2 separate regions of the Sus scrofa genome follow, and region 2 is linked to region 1. A link is a contact called in public HiChIP or PLAC-seq data. All regions are on one chromosome and are shown on one strand. The core of a region is the stretch at or near the end of the contact, and the rest is flanking DNA. Distances in the headings are between cores, read along the strand shown.

The links. HiChIP or PLAC-seq counts read pairs in DNA pulled down with a chosen protein or histone mark.
Region 2: a contact with region 1 is called in an H3K27ac HiChIP or PLAC-seq map of skeletal muscle, with 3 times the contacts expected there. The contact joins the promoter of RAPGEF1 here to the promoter of NUP214 in region 1. A contact is called at or near these places in 1 of 5 promoter capture datasets (fetal liver) and 1 of 2 datasets of contacts at active chromatin or transcription factors (skeletal muscle).

The regions. Positions count from the first base shown.
Region 1 is chr1:271,102,391-271,105,604 of Sscrofa11.1, reverse strand. It overlaps NUP214 (nuclear pore complex protein Nup214), which reads right to left and starts at 1,767. Exons shown (of 35, transcript XR_002337892.1): 1 at 1,361-1,767.
Region 2 is chr1:271,623,156-271,626,369 of Sscrofa11.1, reverse strand. It overlaps RAPGEF1 (rap guanine nucleotide exchange factor 1), which reads left to right and starts at 1,761. Exons shown (of 26, transcript XM_005654593.3): 1 at 1,761-1,988. The coding sequence starts at 1,928.

The sequences.
Region 1 (3,214 bases), core at 518-3,017:
CTGCACCACGATGGGAACTCTTGAAGTACTCTTCTTAATTTCAACCAAGTATAGGGATCAGAAATCCACATGGCTTTCCAAGTGAGACCACAAAATTGTGAATCTTTTTGTTAATTCTCATCCTGATAATCCCAAATATCCTACCTGGGTCTTGTTTTGGCTTTTTGGTTTGTTTTTGTCTTTTATCTTTTGTCTTCTAAGGGCTGCACTCGTGGCATATGGTGGTTCCCAGGCTATGGGTCCAATCGGGGCTACAGCTGCTGGCCTACACCACAGTTACAGCAACGCCGGATCCTTAACTCACTAAGTGAGTCCAGGGATCAAACCCGAAACCTCATGGTTCCTAATCGGATTTGTTTCCACTGGGCCCCGACGGGAACTCCCCTACTTGGGTCTTGTAACCAGTAACCCAGGAAGGTGGTTGTTCTTAAACCTCTTCATCCTTCTGCCCCAGCATATCTGAGGAACATGGCACACTCACTGGGTGGCTCATCCAGGGCAGTGATTCTCAAGGAGAAAGAGAGCATCACAGCTCTAAACATGGTATGGATTACTACGCTTTAAATGCACTTCAGTGATTAGTTGTTCAGATACCTAAAGTCTTCCTACAACACAGTCCTGTTTTCTTGTGAATTCCCTCTCATCATTTGGCTCAGCTGGCCCGCTCAAGTGTTCTGACTTCAGGTTGATTTCCAGGACCAAAAGAGTCCTCCAGTTCCAGTTAACTAAAGCTCTTACAAGGTTCAGTGATGAACGGGCAAGCCTGGACCACCTTACAGAAGTACTGGCACCTGAGAGAGGGTCTTGAAAACACTAACGACAAACACCTAAATTTCTGCACGCTTGTCAAATGAGGCTTTGGGCAAGTTACTTTCTGAGCCTCAACTTGCTACTCTATATTAACAAGCACTTCGTAAGTTGCTGTGATAATTATCAGTGCCTGGCATAAAGCAAACGCTCGATACACAGTGGTTATGACCACTACTCCGACCACCACATTAGAGTAGGTAGGAGAAGAGTTCCCTTGTGGTCTAGCGGTTAAAGGATCCAGAGTTGTCACTGCAGCAGCTCGGGTTCGATCCCTGGACCAAAAACTTCCGCAAGCCGCGAGCGCGGCCAAAAAAAAAAGCGTAGTTAGGATAACTCAAGAAGCTCAGACAAGACCAACTAGGGCGGCAAAACTGCATTCAGTGGGGCTTTTACGCCGGCGGCACGGCAGAGCTCTCCAGGACGCGTTGGTGAGAACCGTGAGCCCGGCAAACAGTTCGAGCTGCAGGCGGGGGGCGGGGCAGCCGACACTCGCGTCTCGCAGGCAACACCTGAACTAAGAAAGGGGGGGAGGCCCCGGCCAGTGTCTGACCTTCATCTCCCGCTCGGGGATCACGGCGTCCATCTCGTCTCCCATCTCGCCGCTCTCAACTGGTCAAAGCAGCCACCGCGGCTGCCCGGGGCCTCGCCAACACTACCCAGGCGCTTCCAGGCCAACTTCCTTTCTTCAGGTTGAGCAGCGCTCCGCAGATTACGTACTTCCGGCGCGCATTGGTGACGTCAAGCTCCTCGGTCCGCGGACCTGTGAAGGGAGGCTGAGGGCCCTTCTGAAGTCTTGAGCCCTCCTGGCCGCCGCCTCCCATTGGCTGGCTTGGACCGAGTAGGGGGCGTGGCCCGGGAGCTGGGGCGCCTGCGCGCGGGAGGTCCGGTTGCAGCAGCCGCTTTAGCAGGTGGCGCGGTTTCGCTTTCGTTCTTTGAGCGGTGCACCTGCAGGGCCTCCACGCTCGTTTAATGGAAACGACACTGTAATCTGTGGATGTAGGTGGTTATTAATAGCTCCAATTGTAGAGAAGTTAGGAACTTGACAAATACTTCCAAGGGGCAGCTCCTGAGAAGGGCTTTGGAGGCCGGGAGAGTGGAGGGAAAAGTGCGGGAAGTTGGTGAGGTGGGTGTCGCCAGCGAGACTCTTCTGTGTCTAATGGCTGAAAGGGGAGATTAGAGGGCACCAGTGATTAGCTTTGTTTACGCCTTTCAAGGTAATCGTTTCCGGTGCAAGGGCCCAAAAACTGGGCAAAACACTATTTAATTTATGGTTTTTAGGCCCCGCCTGTGTGGCATATGGAAGTTCCCAGGCTAGGGGTCTAATTAGAGCTACAACGGGCAGCCTACACAGCAGGCCACAGCAACGCGAGATCCCCGACCCCACCGAGCCAGGCCAGGGATGGAACCCGCATGGTCCTGGATACTAGCCAGATTTATTTCCGCTGTGCCACAACGGGAACTCCCACAAAACACTTTAGATGTGTTGTTTACTCTTCAGTAGTCACCTAGGGGTTGTCACTGCCATTTAATTGATTGAGGTGACTGGAAGCACAGAGGAGTTAAGAAAATTCCCCAGTGCCCCTCAAGTGGTGAAGGCAGGATTAGAGTTCGGCTTGTCTGAATATACTGATTGCTGACTATGACACAGTCCTACGTAGAGATTTTTGCAGTGGAACTGTAAATGCTCTAGGACAGAGATTCTTAGCTTGGAGGCTGTGATCAGCTCCCGGGAAGATGGGGGGAGGGGTACGTATTCTGTCACTGCTTGGTTTTCAGCAGACTCCTCATCTGCTCCAAGCCTGCTTCTCATTTCTCAAACAAAAATGACATAATGGAACCTTACTCATGGGGTTGCTATGAGAAGCAAAGGAAGTTCAACGTTTAACAGCACCTGGCACACAGGACACATTCTTTTAGTCTGTCACTATATCAGCTAGTGCTTCTCAGTTTACTAAGGCCCAGAACCACCCCCAAAATACACCAATCAAGACGTTGATAAGTTTGTTTTATTTCCATTCTGTAGAGATATCTGGTACCGCACACACTCACATGCATACATACACACATACTGCATCCACCTGAATTTGCCCCATACACTCCCTCCTTTCCAATGGCAGGGGTGAAGCCATATTGGCAGCCCCCAAGTTGCTGGTTATATTAGTTAGATTTGGTCTTTCAGAGAGGAAACAGCGGAACTTCTAAGAAGCTGAGCCCATGGCCAGAAAAATAAGAGTCCTAGAGCTAATGGCCACAACCTGAAATACACACACACACACACACACACACACACACACACACACACACACACACACACACACACACACACACACACACACACACACACACACACACACACACACACACACACACACACACACACACACACACACACACACACACACAC
Region 2 (3,214 bases), core at 512-3,011, 520 kb before region 1:
TGCGGACAGCAGTGGGAGTGTGGGGGTGGCGGTCCGGGGCCAAGGGCTGATTCCGCCTGGCGATGCGACTTCCAAGAGAACTGAGCAGTGGCACTCTGGCTCAGAGCAGCCACTCACCAGCTCGAAGAGAGATGAATTTGTCAATCTTTGGCTTTTTGCCGTTGACCCCTAGAGAGTTAGAACCGACGGCTCTGGGAATTTGGCTGCCACCAAGGGCCAGCTCTCACAGAATCAGCGAGCCCACCAGAAGTTGGGGCGATGCAAACAGGATTTACCTTCCCTTCTCCCTGCACCCCTGCCAAATCCCGTCCCCATCACCAGCTTATTTAATTAACCTATTTCGAGGGAAAACCAGCTGAGTTCACTTCGAGTTATTTCTTTGAACTTCATCTGGGGCCAAGAACAGCGAGCAGAGGGCAGGAGATTTTTCTACATGTGAACATCCCCTGTTACTGAATGTGTGTTATCTTTATTTGCTTTATATGATTTAACTTTGACTCCTCAAATTATGAACTCTTTGGAGGGAAGAATCAATTTTGCACATTTTTGTAGGACCCGTAGCAGCTCACACAGTGCCTGGTCCTAGTAGGAATTTTTTTTTTTTTTTTTTTTTTTTTTTTTTTTTTTTTTTTGGCGTGCCCAAGGCACGTGGAGCTTCCCAGGCCAGGGACTGAATCTCCATCACAGTAGTAATCAGAGTCACAGCAGCGATAATGTCAGATCCTTAACCCACTGAGCTCCGTGTTAACTCCTCTAGTAGGTTGTTTGATTCTCAAACCAATGACTTTTACTGAACTCACTGCCACACTCTGAATGTCCCATAGCTGACGTCCAGGCTGGAGGATAGCTTGGTCCCCCTTTGGGGGTTGAATGAGTAGAGAGGACACGGTTGTTGCATCCTCATGGGCTGGGCCTCTGGGGACACTGAGCTCTAAGTGGAATCAGGCCTTGACCTGGCCAGGTGGCTCCTGCTCTCAGGTGGTGCTGAGTCTTAGGTGAGGGGAGAGGTCGGGTCAGGAGGAGCCCCTGGTCAGGTCAGGTCAGTCCCCAGCCTCCAGGCTCTGGGATGGCAGGGAGCCCTTACCAGGTGACTCAACCCAAATGGGCTGTTGAGACCCAGGTAGAGGGAGGGGGATGGGCCCCAGGCTTGGCATGGAGTGTGGGCCATCAGGGCACTCTGAATCCTGGGTGGTGTCAGTCACCCAGGCATGGAGGCTAGAGTTTGGGAGGGGCCCTGTGTTCCAAGTGAGGGGGGCATTCCAGGACCTGGGCAGGGGAGGCTCTGAACCCGGGTTGGGGTGTCAGTCCCAAGCCACGGTATGGAGACTACAGGCCAGCAGGGGATGCTGGGTCTCAAGTGGGGAGGGATCTGGGCAAGCTCTCAGCCAGATCCAGGTTGGGAGCTGCTTCCATGGCAGAGGATGCTGAATCTGGGGCGGGGTCCAACCCCAGGCCCTGGCAGAGAGGTTCTGTGCCGGCAGGGCACCCTGACTCCCAGGTGCGGCTTGGGAGGTCGGGCCAACGCTCCGGCGCGGAGACTCCGGGCCGGCAGGGGGCGCTGCATCCCGGGCGGGAGGCTCAGGCCGGCTCCGAGTCGGCAGGGGGCGCTGGGCCCACGGCGGCGCGGCGGCCGCCCGGTAGGTGGCGCTCTGGCCGCGGCCGAGGCCAGCGGGCGGCGGCGGCGGCGCGGCGCGGCGCTGCGGCCGGCTCGCGGGCCCGGGAAGCGGCGGCGGCGGCGGCGGCGGCCGGAGCGGAGGAGGCGGAGCGGCGGCGGCCCCGGGCGGGCTGGAGCGCCGCTGGCCGAGCGCAGAGGCCGCGGCCCGCGGAGCCCGCCATGCCGGCGCGGGTCTGAGGCGCGGCGAGCCAGGGCCGAGGCGAGCGGCGGCCGCGCCGGCCTGTGGCCCCGCAGCGGCCCGGCCCGGGCCCGATGAGCGGCGGCCTCGGCCTCCGGCGCAGCCCGGAAATGTCCGGCAAGATCGAGAAAGCAGGTGAGGCGCGGCGGCCGGCGCGGCGCGGCCCGTGCCTCGGGCGGGCGGGCGGGGCGGCCGGGCTCCCGGGACCCGCGGGCCCGGCGCTGCGCCGGGAGCAGAAGTGAAACCGCCGCCGGGCCTGCTGGGCGCGTCGCGGCTTCGCCTCCGCGGGCCTCGGCGGGCGGCGGGCCGGGCTGCTCGGCGCTCCCCGGGGCGCGCGACCGGCGGGGCCCGGGGGCCGGGGGCGCGGGGCGGACGCGGCCGGAGCGCAAGGCCCCGCGGCCGGGCCGGTCGGTGCGCGCCCCTCGGCCCGCGGCGTGAACTTTCAGACAACGGCTGGCACCGGGGACGAGGCGGGGGACCGCGGCCGCGTGTCCGAGTGGCTGCAGCGCCCGAGCCGAGCCCCGGCGGCGGGCGGGCGTCTTTGAGACGGTGAATAGAGCCGAGCCGTAAAAGGTGTCATTTCGAAGGAGCCCGGAGTTTAAATTTAACCAGAAGTATCCACTTCGGAGGCTTCAAAGGAAGCAGGCAGGATGTGTCTGGGCGTTTTCAGGGCGCGGGCGAGCTTTCCTCTGAGATCGAGCTGCGCCCTGGAAAGCAGGGCGTGTGGGGAGCCGGTTGGGTTTGGGGTCGACCAGAAAGCTTGGTGCAAACCTCCTCTCTTTGTGTGTTCCTAGAAGTCTCGGAGCCTTGCCTTCCGGTTACCTGGCTTTTGCCCTCCTGTTATGGGAGTAGATCCCCAAAGATGCCACCTGGGCCGCGCACCTGGGGCCCAGGGCTTAATTAGCCCGCGGCACTGTGCACCTTGCGGGGCACATCCTTGAGTCCAAGGCAGCGAACATCCCTGGTTGTCCTAGCCTGGTACCTTGTCCTCCTTGGCAGTTTGGGAAGGCAGGCTTTTAGGGGGGCTGGAGGGGGCAGGTTGCACTGATTGGGAAGTTGCTGGTTTCCCAGGTTGAGCCAGGACCCGTTTCTGAGAAGCGCCTCGAAGTGGACCCAGAAGGCGGTCTGACTCGCCGGCTGTGGGTTAAGCCCAGAAAGGACATTTTCGTGGCCTTTCTGGAGGGTTTTCTATATATCCGGCGCTGTGCTGAGCATCTTCGATGTTTCGCTTATTAAATCCTGGCAGGTGCTGAGAGGGGCGTGGAGAGTTCTCGCCGGCCGCCTGGCCAGAGGGCAGCCGGCTGGGCATGGATGCCCGGCTCTGGCCAGAAGCCTGGGTGGCTCCTTGGGTGCAGGGCCCT